Linked DNA regions of Mus musculus: all the other regions are linked to region 1. A link is a contact called in public HiCAR-type, HiChIP or PLAC-seq, Micro-C and promoter capture Hi-C data. All regions are on one chromosome and are shown on one strand. The core of a region is the stretch at or near the end of the contact, and the rest is flanking DNA. Distances in the headings are between cores, read along the strand shown.

Region 1 (2,700 bases), core at 37-2,536:
CTGAGCCGCCACTACTGCCCATCCATCAAGTTCACAGACACCCATAGAGGGCTCTGTGACAGGCCCAAGGTCCTTGGGAGCTCACATACATTTCTATACAGCTATCACCTCTCTTCTTTCACCTCCAGCCAAGCCACCATTCTAGTGGGAAGATTAATGAAAAGCCATAAAATCCGGACATGCAGGGAGCCAGTGTATCCCTGTGAGTCTCTAATTATAGTAATGCAACGTTTTCACATTATTTGTTAGGGAAGAACTAGAATGAGCTCTCATCCCAACTTGTTTCCACAGAAGCTGGAGAAGGCGACACCACTGTAAGGAACAAATATGGCCAAATATCTGAAGGTTTAGTGCTGGAGGAAGGGAAGGGGGCACCCATGGCTACAGCACCCAAATCAATTCCCAGGAGCTCAGAAGCTCGCGGCCCACGTGCACTTGCTCCGGGACCTATTGCAGACTCCTGACCTCTATCGAAATCCTCCCGCTGCACCGTGGACCAGTCAATCACCAGCAAAAGCTACAAGTAGTTACCCGGATCAGTCCTTCGGGTGTCAGGGAACAAGGGCGCCGCCCCCACAGGCAAATGCAAACGTCCCTTCTCAGGGGGTGGTTCTGAGCCAAGCCCCCCATGCCCCGCTGGGACCTCCGGAAACTGCCCGCCCACCGCCAGCCAGCCTAGATCTAGGCCGAGTCAAACCTCCGGATCCCACAGTGTAGCCCACGGCACCCATCTCCGACATCCCCTGGAGGCCTTGGGTGGGCGCATCATCCCTCCCCTCCGGGGCCGCCTACCTTCCTCAGGCTGTCGGGTTAAGACTACCTCGGGAGGCTCGCAGGGAGGCACTCCCCGGGTCAGAGATGGAGAGGCAACGGGCTTCTCCGAGACCGTTTCCACCAGAGAAGACAGCGGGGATCCCGGGAGGTGACCCTCCCACCCCACGCGGGGACCGTTAACCCCTCTCAGCACCAGGCACCCGTGGAAGGCGCGAGCCCATGGAGGGGCCCTCCCGCTCGGGCGTCCTCACCTTCTTGGTGCCAGGGCCTCCCGCGATGCGAGACATGCCTGTCAGCGAGGAGGAGCGCCCCGGCTGCGCCCCTAGAGCATCCTGCTGCGGAGACATCGCTTCCATGAAGAAGATCTGCAAGCTAAGCCCAAGCCGAGGACCGGGTGGCTGCGCGGCGCGGTCCGCTCAGGCCGGACGCCGAGCTGCGGGTGCGGGCGGCGCGCCTCCCGTCGGGGCCATGGACCGCCGCCCGCGCCGCGCTCGTCGCGCTCGCCGCACTCTGCTCAGGCTGCAGCAAGCGCTCCGGGCGGCCGCCCGTCCACGTAGCCCCGCCCCGGCCCGCCCCGCCTCTCCGCGTCCGCCCCGCCTCCTCCGCCCTCCCCGCGCCGCCCGTGCACACTGCCGGGAGCGAGCTCTCAGCGCTTGGCGCTACCGAAGCCACTAACCTTGCGAGGTGCCTCCGCGGGTACGAAGCTTTCGCTGCCGCGCGCCACGCGCCGTGCACCACGCACCACTGCCTCCGGTGCAGCTCCGCGCGCCTGTCCGCTCGCTCCCGCCAGCGTCCCTTCCCGCGCAGCTGCAGCGCGGGAGCCTCAGCGAGCGCGGCTCGCTCGAAGGTGGTGCAGGGGCCGCCAGCCTAGCCTCGCTTTCGCGGACTGCGGAAGGGACCCCACCCCCACCCCCAACCCGGTCCCCGCTCCGCTGAAGAAGGAGTTAGACAAATTTGGAAGCCCTGGTGGCATCGCCGGACTTCGGGGGCAATATCGAACGCTTGCTAGCTAAGCCTGTCAGGGTAACCCAGAGCTGTTGCTTTGCAGTCACAGGGAGCAAGCATGGACAAGCAACCTTGCATGTCTGCACCACCAGCTTCGCAGGCAGCAAGCTGCAGGGACCCTGCATTCTGAAGGAGAAAGCGCAATTAAGAGGAAAATGCAGGCAGAAAGGAGGTTGAAACTTGGCATAGTATCTATGAGAAGGCAACAATATGTGGAAGCGTTGATCTGATATCGCGAGCTCAGAACCTAACTTCCTGTAAGTCCAAATAGTGACCCCTCCCTCTTTTTTGGACTAAATAATAATCAAAGGGCAGTTGGAACAGACCAGGGTTAAGTAGTGTTCGCACTTTGCAGGGCTGGCTGCTGGTGTAAATGATACAGTAGGTGGCATTCTTCCCTTGGAATCAGAACTAGTGTGAAAAAAAAATCACTAAGGATATCACTCCGTGATTGCGAGATGGTTACGGATTCTGCTTATTTTTGTGACAAGGAAAAAAGAAAAGAAAAGAAAAGAAAGGGGGAGAAAAGGAAAGGAAAGAAAAGAAAAAAAGAAAAAGAGGTTTCTTGCAGTTTGGGCGGCTATTGGGGCAGGTTATAAGGAACAGAACTCAGGTGGGCAGTGTTCCAAGCTAGGGGATGCTGTCCAACACACACCCACAAAGACACACCTACACAATCATCCAAACCTAAGATTGTTTGTTGTGGAAATATAAGGCTAATTTTAGTCACATCACACTACATTGTTAAAAGGAAGCTTAATAAATCTCATATATATGTATATACATCTGTGAATCAGGGGTGCTACAGCTGTGGTCCTCGTGCAGAGAAGGGCTTTCACCCACTAATTTATAGGTTGTGCTTAAAGAGGGCTTTGCAGTTCTGTTCATTCACTTGGAACCACCCCCAGGTGCCTTAATCTC
Region 2 (2,700 bases), core at 4-2,503, 690 kb after region 1:
TCTGTAATCACACAGCTCCTGCTCTGTTCTCAGCTGGAGCTAAGACAGATCCATCCCTACTCCTGCTTTATCTCAGGCCTGTTTAGAACAAGTGTGTCAAGAGTGTGGAAGCACCTCTGCTTCGTTTCTTAAAAGATTTATTTATTTGCATTTTATGTGTTGTGGGTGTTTTCCCAGCATGTATGTATGTATGTATGTGCATCACATGCAAGCCTCGTGCCTCTGGGCCAGAAGAAGACAGGAGATCCCTGGAACTGGAGTTACAGTTGATTGTGAGCCACTGCCCGGTGCTGGGATTGAACCCAGTCCTATGCAAGAGTAATGACTGCTCTTAACCACTGGTCCATTTCTCAGGGCCCCTTCTCTGCTTTTCTGACTGCTCTGCTGAAAAGCTGGATAAACAGGAAAACAGAAGCAAACTGGAACCAAAATCCAGAAGGCAGTAACCGAGATGTGGTTTCTGCTACGCTTCGCAATACCATAGTATACCGGAAAGATCAATGAACTCTCAGCTTTCTACTTCATAGATTTTCGATGGGAGACTGGATCTACTGTGCGAATGTATTTGAGAACACACATGTAAACACAACTACTGTGGGAGTGTAAAGGGGAGCATACACTTGGGTTGGTTATGAAAGCTTCCATAGGAAGAATAGGATCATTCTTTGCAACGGGAGTCATTTTTCTGTCCACCAAAAGCTGAACTCCACTAAACCACTCCTATCTTCCAATATGTGCCCTACACAAAGCAAAGTGTCTTTCTGGTTGAGATCTGGAATACTCTAGCTTCTGCTGGAGGTCTCCCTCAGGCCAAGTCTGAAATGCCTCTAGTCAGTAGACACACTGCCTGCTTGAGAATCTGTTCCTCCCTTGCTCAAGTTCTTTCCCAGGTGCTGCCCTGGTCTGACGCTTACTGTGGTGTAAGTAGGGGTTTTGCTACTTTAGCCCACTAGAGCTGGGTAGTGATGAGGGCAAGAGGCTATACTGTTTGAAAGTACAGTACCCGCTTTCCACCTTCTGGGAGTTCAAAAACTAGTGGGATTTTTCTCTTAGGCAAACTCAGAATCTCCCTGGGCGGCTCTCTGCAAAGAGCGGCCCCTTCCGTTGGCTACTCCCCCTGAGTTAGCAGTTTCTGGAGTCCAGAGCACTAGACGTTGGGGGCGGGCCAGCCCAAGGGGCTGCCTTCCCCCGCAGTGACGTCCCAGGGGGTGGATGGGCAACCAACGACTCAGAGCCCTCCCGGACTCCGCCCAGTGCGGGGTCTGTGGATCCTTGGGAGATGCAGCTGCCTTGGTTGCAGTTGCTCAAACGCAGTCGTCTACTTGCCCACTTCTCTGCCTTAGTCCCAGGGTGTCGGGAGGCACTGGAGTCCAGCCATGCAGCCGGGAGCAGCGCTGCAGGCTATGTTGCTGGCGGTGCTGCTGGCCAAACCGAGGGATTCGAAGGGTCGCCTGCTGAGCGGTGAGTGTGTGTCCTGGGGGAGAGGGCTGGTGCCAGAGCACCTGGGGTTGATGCACCCAGTAAACCTCAGCAGTTGAGGACTGTCTTCAGGGTCACTGCACCCTGGCCCCTTTATGTAGTGGGGCAATCCCCAGATCCAACCCCGGACCCAATCAGCCTTCTTGAATTCTCTGCTTCCAGGGAGCAAAAATGCAACCAGCTCCAGTTCCTGGGGCCACCCTAGGTATCCGCAACGCTGGAAGTCAGTTCTCTCCCCGGGGTTACTAAGGGGTGAGGAGGATGTAGCTTGGGTGGGGCAGTTGGCAAACTTCTTCCAGTGAGTGCCCCTTGAGCGCCATGCTGCCTGGACCCTTCTAGTGGAGGCAGCCGATCCTGGATCCGCAGGGCTATGGGAACTGTACCTGTTACTCTCCTCTGAGGGGAGGGTGGCTGGCCTGGAAATGCTTGGAGATTGGGAAAGCGCCTAGTTAGCCAGGAACCAGCCCTGCCAGGCTCCAAGAGTGACTCTCTGCTTCCTTCCCTGTGTGTGTGTCACTGCAGCCTCGGACTTGGACCCCAGAGGAGGTACAGTGGTCCGACTTCTTTCTTGTTCCACTAGGTCTGCATGGGGCGCGGGGGTGGGGGGGGGGGTTGGGGGGTGGGTGGGAGGAGCGTGGGCGGGGAGCGATCGGTATCTTTTTATCAGGTTCCCTTTGGCCAAGAGGGATGGAGTAGAATTGGAATCTCCACTGTATTCTAGCTTGTGGGTCTGGTTTAAGAAATCTAACTTTGGTTTCAGGATTGGGAGGGGGTGTTTGGCTAAGCAGAGGAGCTGCTGACGCCACTGGGAGGGTTAGGGCTGCATGGCTCTGTGCTTGGTGACAGGAGACCTCCTGCCTGCCCTTCCCCTTCCTGCAAATGAGAAAAGAAAGACACTTCCTGAAGGCAGGGGAACCAGATGGGTCCTGGGCCTCCTTCCAGCTCTGGTACTCCCTAGAACTCACTAGCATACACTAGACATATGCCGCCAGCCTGGACCATACAGGAAACTCTATCAAGGTGTTAAGCTTTCTCTTGGCAGTCTGGCCTGGAAAGGCAGGCGGGACCACTAGTAAAAGCAACTGCAGCTTCTCTTGTACCAGGTTTGGGGGTGTTCAGGGCTCTTTGCAGTCCTCCAATGCCTGCATTCTCCTCTCTGGAACACTTCCCCGGTGAGAAGCCCAGCATCTGAGCACTCTCATCCGCTGGGAGCCTGTTCTG
Region 3 (2,700 bases), core at 3-2,502, 910 kb after region 1:
GCAAAACACCAATGCATATAAAATAAATCATTTACAAAGAAATCCATATTTCACATCAATCACCTTCCCACTAGCTACACGGTTTATGTTTGAGTATGTCTGACTATATGTAGCATTTCTATACACCTTGCAGAAGGCAAGGCTCAGTCTAGTACTTATCGCTACTCTAGGTAACAAACTAAGAAAATTAAATAAAAATAGTTTAAAAGCCAATAGAAATGGAGCGTGTATCTTTCAAGGGACACAAACCTGTAAGGAAAGGCAGCAGTTCCGTTCGAGTCCTTTCTACCCCGAGTGCTAGAGCTATAGTTGATAACTTCTTAATACTGTTGAGACGGAGCTTTAAAAACAAAGTGGGAGGGAGAACAAAGCAAAGAGATGATTGCAATTCTGGTCAAAGAAGCAAATAGGTGAGATACTGGGACACAGTATAATGATGAATGAGCCTTTCACTTAGATCTTAATCCTAGGAAAACTCAAGGACCGTTTAACACGTCATTAGCCAGAAGCTATCTTAGGGAGAACACTGAAGGGCCGGGGAAGAAACGAATGAATGAAAACACGCGGACAATGAGAGGGTCTGAAAAGAGAGAACTCTGGATGGAGAGAAGTGGGTGAAAGAAACGGTTAAGCACAACTCCTCCCTTTTCAGGGAAAAGTTCTATCACAACTGATGCACCACTCATCTGGGTTAATCAGCCGCCGCGCTCTTTCCACCCAACCAGCCCAGCTAGTTTGCCCGGGGACGGACACTCCGCATCACTTCAAAGGGAACGGGGGCCGGGGGCCGCTCCTCCGCTCCCGGCGGCCCCGCAGCCCGCCTGCGCTGGTCCACCCGAGGTGCGAACCGGTTCCCCGCCCACTGCCGGGAGCAGATGGACGCCACCACCCCAGAGGGTCGGAGGAGGGCAGCGGAGCTGAGACGGACCACCGCGCACCCGCCGCCCCACGCCTCCGTCCCGGGGCTGAATACGACTCTGCCACCCCGGGGGTCGCCCCCAGGGCTGAGCCGGCCTTTCCGCTTCCCTACCATGTGCGCTTCCGCCCTCGCCTCGGCTCCCCAGCCCAGCCTAGTACCTGCACGTCCTCATTGCGGAGCTCGTCGATTAAAACCGCGATCGGGTAGAGCGAATCGTCTCCATCTCCACCCGCTGCCCCCGGACCGGACCCTGGCCCTGCTGCGCCCGCCATGTTCTTCCTCCTCTGGCTGGTCGCCGCCGAAGGCCCCGTGCCCAGACCACGCCCCGCGCTCAGGCCACGCCCCGCGCTCAGGCCACGCCCCACACACAAACAGGCGGGGCTAAATCCAATCAGCCGGCTCCGAGGAACTGATGGAATCAAGTTTTTTCCCTGCGCGTGGAGGCTCCGGCCTGACCCCCATTGCTGGAACTGGAGGTCTGAACTCCAGAAGAAGGGCGGGCCGAAAAAACCAATGGAACCCCTGCATCCTTTCCCCAGCCGAAAGAAACAAGGGCAGGGATTCATCGTCTCCTTGCTGTGCTCTGAAGGAGACGGGCCTTAATGATGGATGCCGAGCCTCAAGTAGAACTCAGAGACAGGCCAGGAGGAAGAAGCTTTAACACCTCCCCCTCCACCCCAACCTCCACCCCCACCCCCAGGCTTCATGCTGGCCCTGAGCCACTGGGTCTTGGTCTTAATTTCCCCTTGGGCGACAAGCCTCTACACGCGCGCGCGCGCGCACACACACACACACACACACACACACACACACACACACACCTTCCTCTGGCCTGTTTGCCAAAATCGTGGCTGGCTCCTGCTCCTTAAGACAAATAATGAGGGCGGTGAGAGAAAATGAACAGTGCTGTCCAAACTCCCCAGTCAATATTTTTTCCACGCAAGCTGTTCAAAACATGCTGCTCTCTTGTTTTTGTGTTTCTTTTCAGTGTGGTACTGGAATGGCGCCTTCTGTTGTATTGTCTTCTCTTTTTTTTTCCTTCTTTACCAAGAAGCACAACAACCTAACATAACTGGGCCCAGTTTTACTCACCCCAGTTCGGTGCGGGTGTAAACTGGCCTCCCTAGACCTCCAGGAGTCCCCCTAAAGGACTCCAGGAGGAGGTGGGCCTGGGCCTTTTTACACAGAACTTAATGGAAAATGTTCCACTTGCCCTATGGAATGGCACAAAGTAACTATCTCTCCTTTCGACTTAGATATAAGCAACTTAGATTGGTAGCTCTGTCACAAGTTCTCAGATGACACTATTTTGTGCCTTAAGGAAATTGTCATTAATAAATGCAACTTAGGAGGTAAGTTTTTTTTTTTTTCTTTTTAAAGCATGGGATGCCTACTAGGAGATAGCCTTTCATAGTCAAAGCTTGAGAACCAACAGACTTCAGTTTGCGGTTTTTGTTTTTTCAACTTCTGTCCACGAATGAATGCTTGAAGACTCTCGTTTTATTTTGATAATTTTTAGATTCACTTACTTAAGGCATGGTCTGGACTGCTGGGGTGGCTATCTTTTTTAATTACAAAAACTGTGTATATGTGTGGTATGTACACACATGAGCCACTGAACAAGTGTAGTCAGAGGACAGCTTGCGGAGTGGGTTATCTACTTCTACCAAGTGGGTTCCAGTAACTGAACTCTGGTTGTCAGGTTTGGTGACACATGCCTTTATCCACTGAGCCATCTAGCTGGCCCCCAGGGACTACCTGAATCAGCCCTGCACAGGATT
Region 4 (2,700 bases), core at 174-2,673, 520 kb before region 1:
CCCCCCCCCCAAACACGTATGTCTTAAAGGTTCGATCCTCAGAGTGGAACTATGGGGAAATAGTAGACGTTTTAAGAGAGGTCTGGCTGGAGGCTTTAGGTAATTGAGGGTGTGTTCTCAAGGGGACTACGGCATGCTTGTCTCTCTGTCGCTCAGTTGTAATGTAGTTAGAGATCACCACAGAGCTGCTACCATGTGCAGCGCCTCATCCACACAGCACAGCTGAGGTTCATCTCTTCAGAGACTAACTCCAAGACTAGGGGCCCAAATCAGCTTCTCTAAGTTTAGTGTCTCAAATCAAGCTTCACTGTGCAGGTAACCCCTGGGCAACTCTACTGAACTCAGCACATCAGCTAAGGTCATCCCACAATCTGGGCTTGTTTGTTTTTTGGTTTTTGTTTTGTTGTTGTTGTTGTTGTTGTTGTTGTTGTTGTTTTGGTTAGACTTGGTTTGTTACAGTGGTTCCTTCTCTTTTCTTTTCATACCGTTTCTTTTCAAAACCATAGGTGTTTCATGCATTCTTTATAGTATAGAATTCTAAAAATATTTTTGGAAAAGACTGTTTTTAAGTCACCTTAAAGCAATTTGAATTGTAAACTGCGGTTTACCTCCGCCCCTACCTACAGGCTAGGGAAACTCCTTTTTATCTCACCTTCTCCACACACTGCTCCACAGTCTCTAAGGAACATCTTTACCTGACAGAGAGAATTGCAGAAAGTCAGAGCTGTAGTTCCCTGAAGAGATGGTAATCTGCATAACTTTTCCAGCAAAGGAGAAATAGCAAAAGAACAACCTAAAGATAAGGACAAATGTTTGGTGTGAGGGAGCCGTTGTGAAATGGGACGCTGAGGGCTGGTGGACAGAATGTTACTGGCTCTTCCTGACCCAGAACAATCCAGAAATGAGTAGCCTGACTCTGTTGAGCAAACTTCCCTAAACAACTTTCACTTCTCCTCAGAGCTGGAAATGTAACGGCTTCAACTCCACATTAGGAGATCCAGAGAGTCTGATGCAGTTCTAGTGGGAAATATCTCATCCCGCAGAAAAGACGCAGGTTGCTAGGAGATGGCACATCTTGATGGAAGCTCAGCTCGAGACTGTTCTTAATGAGTCTATGATGCATTGAGCTCAGAAGAACCAGGGAGCTTTACAGTACAGAAGATCAAGAGAATGGAAAAGGAGATGGGGACAGCCAAAGTAAAGAAACAGACGTTCCACCACAAGGTATCTGAATGGCTCTTTACCCAGGTCCCTTCGAAGAGCCGTGGAAGTGGACCTGTTCCTTCGGTTCTGAAGACACCTTATGAACACTTATGAATGTTGTTACCAAGTTTACCTGAAAACTTTACTGAAACCCTGTTTCTTTCTAACTTTCTTCATTCTAACTTTTCTTCATTCGGCAAGGCAAACTCTGACCACTAGATGGCACTGCTCCACAGATTTGTAATGAAATGGCTTCAGGCTCCCACACTTGTATTTATGACTACAAAAGTGTGGTTTTGCACCTTTTCTCTTAGAAGCATTGATCGATCGTCAGCCCAATAATCTTGCCTTCGTAGCCTGCTTTGTGTACTCTACTGGCTTTGAAGCTGTGAAGTTGGAAAGAGTTCTGTGCGCGGAAATGTGTCTCTCCGAGATACATTTACAACAGTCGCGCCTACCAGGCTGCAGAGATTACCTCTAGCAGTGGGGACCTGAATCCTCCCTCGTAGTTCCTGCAAACAGGTCAGAAGTACGGCCCTCTTCTTTCCTCCAAGGGGAAGGGGTGAGGGGATGCATTTCCAAAATATTCATTGGATGTTAGTTTACAGAAACACGGAAGCCCAGTACCTTAAATTTTGTACTGGCTAAGATTTGTATCTCAATAATGTGTCAAGCTGGACAAAACGTGTCATATTGGCACCCACAATAAATAAAGAAAAGAAAAAAATAAGAAAAATTTTTGGAAAATAAAATGAAAAATTTCTGTTTCTGTGAGCACTTAGGTATTTCAAGAAAACGTGATTTCTTTAGTTATCTAAAGCTCCCTGAACAAATAAAAGTACAAAACCAAATCAGAGGAAAGGGGAGAAAGCGAGCTATCTACAGGTCATGAGACAGGAGGGACAGGAGGAGTACTACACTCCGCTGCAAGTTTTAAGGTAACAAATCCTTGCGGGGCAGTGGTGGTGCACGCCTTTAAGCCCAGCACTTGGGAGGCAGAGGCAGGTGGATTTCTGAGTTCGAGGTCAGCCTGGTCTACAAAGTGAGTTCCAGGACAGCCAGGGATATACAGAGATATATTTATTTAAAATATATATATATATATTTGTGTGTATTGTAGATTCAAATCCAGCTGTAAGAAATGATGCTGAGGTCCCTTGTATTCTGCCTACCGGATTCTCTAATACTCGTACCCGGCAAAAAAAAATCCTTAATAAATATCAAATAAATATTTCCATGTTCAGTGTTGGTTATTCGGGTCACTTAAGAGGCAAGGAAGGCTTTCCCTGCTGTGAACTCCCTTTGTAAACTTTATAAACTTTGCAAACTTTGTAAAGCTTCAAGGCAGGAAATGGGGGAGAAGGCTGAGGAAATCCAGCAGCCAAGCCCCTCCCCCAGACCTCCCTGTCAATAACTGTCACAAAGATCCCACCCCCACCAGAACCCCTAAATAAGGGCTGTGCTTTGTCTAATTCCCTGCGCTATCTGTTCCCTCCC
Region 5 (2,700 bases), core at 31-2,530, 760 kb after region 1:
AGATGATGTTTCAAAAACAAAAAAAAAAACAACAGTCCCAAAACAATAAAACACTAGGGCCTAAGAGATGGCTCATTGGCTAAAGTTACCTACAGCAACCACCCCTAGGACTCACAGAGTGGAAGGTGAGAACCAACTCCCACATCCTGTCCTCTGACTTCTTACACAAAATAAAAAGTAATGTGTGTTATAGTGTATTTCCAAAATTGTTGGTTTTTGATACTTAGATTGGCTCAGATTTGGCACTGGTGGGCCCCTTCAAGCTGGCTTCTGACATATTCTTCCTGTTGTATACAAGGAATCCCCTGGTTTACTCATATTAGATCTTTCAAGAGCATCTTATACTTGCCCCCGCTGTCATTACTCCCAAACGAGTTGCGTTTCTTTTAATGGACAATGGGTACCCAGGAACCAAGGTCTGGACACACATAATATATTTCAAGATATTAAAATGTTGTGTTTACTTAGGTCACCATATGGAAGACTGGTGTGATGGGTTATAATTAGAACTCTAGCATTACCTGTGTGACGTTGGCAACTCCCTTCATTCTGGCAGCCTGCTGCGTCATCTGGAAACAAATCGGATTAGATACTTTTTAACCGTTTACAAGTTCCCAAAGCGTTTTAGGATAATACCGGGTCACCTCTCCACAGAGACATGCTCAACTAACATGCTCAACCTACATTTCAGAGGTTCCAGACTCCGAAGCCCATTAGCAATTCCAAATTCCGGGCTTAATCATCTCTGGGGTCTCTTTAGCGCTGACATTTTTTTTTTTTTTCTGCAAGTGACCGACTGCTGTGAGTAGGAATTTAGACGTCAAAAAGTGGAGAGACTTATTTAGTACTGACAAGGGAGCTAAAATGAACACAAAGAAAAGAGGCTGTGAGCAATGCATTGCTCAGCCACGGTGCTCCTCGGGCTCCAAATTTAGCGCTGCAGTCCGCTGAAGAAGAGGTTTTGGCGGGAAGGGCTGCCCCGGCGGAGAGCGCCCGCCAGGCGACCCTCCAGGAGACTGGCCCAGTGCATCCTCCGCACGGCCCACCAGGGCTCGCTCTTGCGCTTCTGCTGGAAGGCAGGAGGAGCGGGGCGGGGCGGACGGCGACCCCGCCCCCGGCCGCGACGCCCTCCTCAGCCTTCTCAGGCCTCGCCGCGGCCGGAAGCCTCGTGCCCGCCCGACCCGCGCACCGCCCCTCCCTCCCGCCCCCGACGTCGGCGCGGCTGCGGTAGCCATGGTGACCGGTGGAGGCCCGCCCCCGCCCCCTGCCCCGGCCCCCTGACGTCGGCTCACGTCAGCGCCGGCGCGCGCCTGGCTGGGCCCTGTGGGGCGGGAGGGAAGCAGCGCCGGAGCGAGAGCCGCGGCCGTCGCCCAGAGCCCAGGCGCGCCGCCCGACGCCCTCCTGCCCGCTCCGTGCCGCTTCTTGCCGGCCAGTTCGTTCGCGTTCCCGTCGCCGTGTCCTGCAGCGGGGGCCAAGCATGGTCATGGCGGATGGCCCGAGGCACTTGCAGCGCGGGCCAGTCCGGGTGGGGTTCTACGACATCGAGGGCACGCTGGGCAAGGGCAACTTTGCCGTGGTGAAGCTGGGGCGGCACCGGATCACCAAGACGGAGGTGCGGCCCCGGGGTTCGGCGGGAGCGTGGCGCGGTTGCGCCCCGGGCGGGGGACGGCGGGCCTGGCACTGCGGGGACCGCGGGGTGCAGGTCGAGTGTGTGTGGGGTGTCCCCGGGAAGCCACACAGGCTTCCGTCCCGACTCTCCCACCCGGGAACCTGGTCTGTGGCCTCGGCTCCTGAGCACAAGTTCCGCGTCTTCCCGGCTTTCGGCTGGGGGTGGGGTGGGAGGGGAAGTCTCTGTGCTCCGGGGCCGCGCGGGGACCAACGTCGCCGGCCGGAGAAAGGGGACCAGCAGCTCCCAGGCTCGGCGGACGCGGAGCGCGGCCCGGACCAAGCCCTCCTCTTCTGCCCGGCGAGGAGGGGGTGACGCGGACCGGACTGGTGCGGACGGGCCGCTGTCCATCTTCTCTGGGCCCGCAGGGTCTCTGAAACGGTTCTTTGGCTGGCTTGATCACTTGCAGGAGGTATAGCAAATACACCAGACAATAGAGCTGGTTAAAAATGGTCATCTCAGCTCTGCACCGTTCTCTGGGGTTGTCCCTTTACCAGGTGTGCATGCTGGCTGCGAGCACGCATTCCTTAAGCCACATCAGATGGACTGTACTCAGCTCTCGACAGCGTCCTGACATTGACTCTCCAGCATCCTCCCTCCGTGCACTGTACATATTTTCTCCCCAAGTCTGCGTTCTTACCTAGCCCACCCTCTTCCTTCCATTGCCTCAAGCTGCTCTCCTCGGGGTCTCTATTTTAAGACGTGCAAATTAAATACCTTGGAAAAAAAACGATCGAAACAAAACCATTTCTTAGTCTACAACCTAGTGGTTTTGACGTACTCTATTCTGCCTTGTGATTGCCACTTGAGTTTCACCGATTTTCAGTTTCTCTCCCCAGTTTTCATCCTTTTCGGGTTTTTTTCCTACTATGTTCTTAAGAACGTTCTAATCTTTGACTATAGGACCTCCACCCCCACCCCCTGCCCAGGATGACTTACGCTTATGTAAGGTAAAGGGCATTTAAAAGCCTTACTGTTTTCTTAGCAGTTGTACTTAAAAGTTTTGCTTCATGTCCATTTCCATAAAGAAGGAG

The links. Promoter capture Hi-C pulls out the DNA fragments that hold promoters and counts their contacts. Hi-C and Micro-C count contacts between places; a contact is called where the count stands out from the background. HiCAR-type assays count read pairs that join an accessible place to other places. HiChIP or PLAC-seq counts read pairs in DNA pulled down with a chosen protein or histone mark.
Region 2: a contact with region 1 is called in a promoter capture Hi-C map of stem cell-derived epiblast-like cells, with 7 times the contacts expected there. The contact joins the promoter of Layn here to the promoter of Arhgap20 in region 1. A contact is called at or near these places in 8 of 39 promoter capture datasets (the 3T3-L1 cell line, 3T3-L1-derived adipocytes, cranial neural crest and 5 more) and 2 of 484 Hi-C or Micro-C datasets (both in embryonic stem cells).
Region 3: a HiCAR-type map of astrocytes shows a contact between it and region 1, with 3 times the contacts expected there. The contact joins the promoter of Ppp2r1b here to the promoter of Arhgap20 in region 1. A contact is called at or near these places in 3 of 39 promoter capture datasets (cranial neural crest, hippocampal neurons and pre-B cells), 1 of 484 Hi-C or Micro-C datasets (cerebellum) and 1 of 115 datasets of contacts at active chromatin or transcription factors (astrocytes).
Region 4: an H3K4me3 HiChIP or PLAC-seq map of forebrain shows a contact between it and region 1, with 5 times the contacts expected there. The contact joins the enhancer-like site here to the promoter of Arhgap20 in region 1. A contact is called at or near these places in 1 of 39 promoter capture datasets (the 3T3-L1 cell line), 3 of 484 Hi-C or Micro-C datasets (the HL-1 cell line, embryonic stem cells and nephron progenitors) and 1 of 115 datasets of contacts at active chromatin or transcription factors (forebrain).
Region 5: a Micro-C map of embryonic stem cells shows a contact between it and region 1, with 8 times the contacts expected there. The contact joins the promoter of Sik2 here to the promoter of Arhgap20 in region 1. A contact is called at or near these places in 3 of 39 promoter capture datasets (hippocampal neurons, liver and pre-B cells) and 2 of 484 Hi-C or Micro-C datasets (both in embryonic stem cells).

What each region holds. Positions count from the first base shown.
Region 1 is chr9:51,763,937-51,766,636 of GRCm38.p6, reverse strand. It overlaps Arhgap20 (Rho GTPase activating protein 20), which reads right to left and starts at 1,286. Exons shown (of 15, transcript NM_175535.4): 1 at 1,026-1,286. The coding sequence starts at 1,130. Gm40520 (a long non-coding RNA gene) reads left to right here and starts at 1,209. Exons shown (of 3, transcript XR_870739.3): 1 at 1,209-2,036.
Region 2 is chr9:51,075,647-51,078,346 of GRCm38.p6, reverse strand. Layn (layilin) reads left to right here and starts at 1,253. Exons shown (of 8, transcript NM_001033534.1): 1 at 1,253-1,461; 2 at 2,002-2,025. The coding sequence starts at 1,377.
Region 3 is chr9:50,855,476-50,858,175 of GRCm38.p6, reverse strand. Ppp2r1b (protein phosphatase 2, regulatory subunit A, beta) reads right to left here and starts at 1,252. Exons shown (of 15, transcript NM_028614.3): 1 at 1,078-1,252; 2 at 250-340. The coding sequence starts at 1,191.
Region 4 is chr9:52,286,279-52,288,978 of GRCm38.p6, reverse strand. No RefSeq gene overlaps it. Among named protein-coding and RNA genes, the nearest start is that of Gm25562, 3.6 kb to the left of the region's middle. Within about 2 kb of position 1,423, at least 26 of the 459 cell types and tissues checked have an H3K27ac peak or open chromatin away from gene starts, as enhancers often do. A contact at or near this core is called in forebrain, where this site is marked.
Region 5 is chr9:51,007,653-51,010,352 of GRCm38.p6, reverse strand. It overlaps Sik2 (salt inducible kinase 2), which reads left to right and starts at 1,280. Exons shown (of 16, transcript NM_178710.3): 1 at 1,280-1,612. The coding sequence starts at 1,478.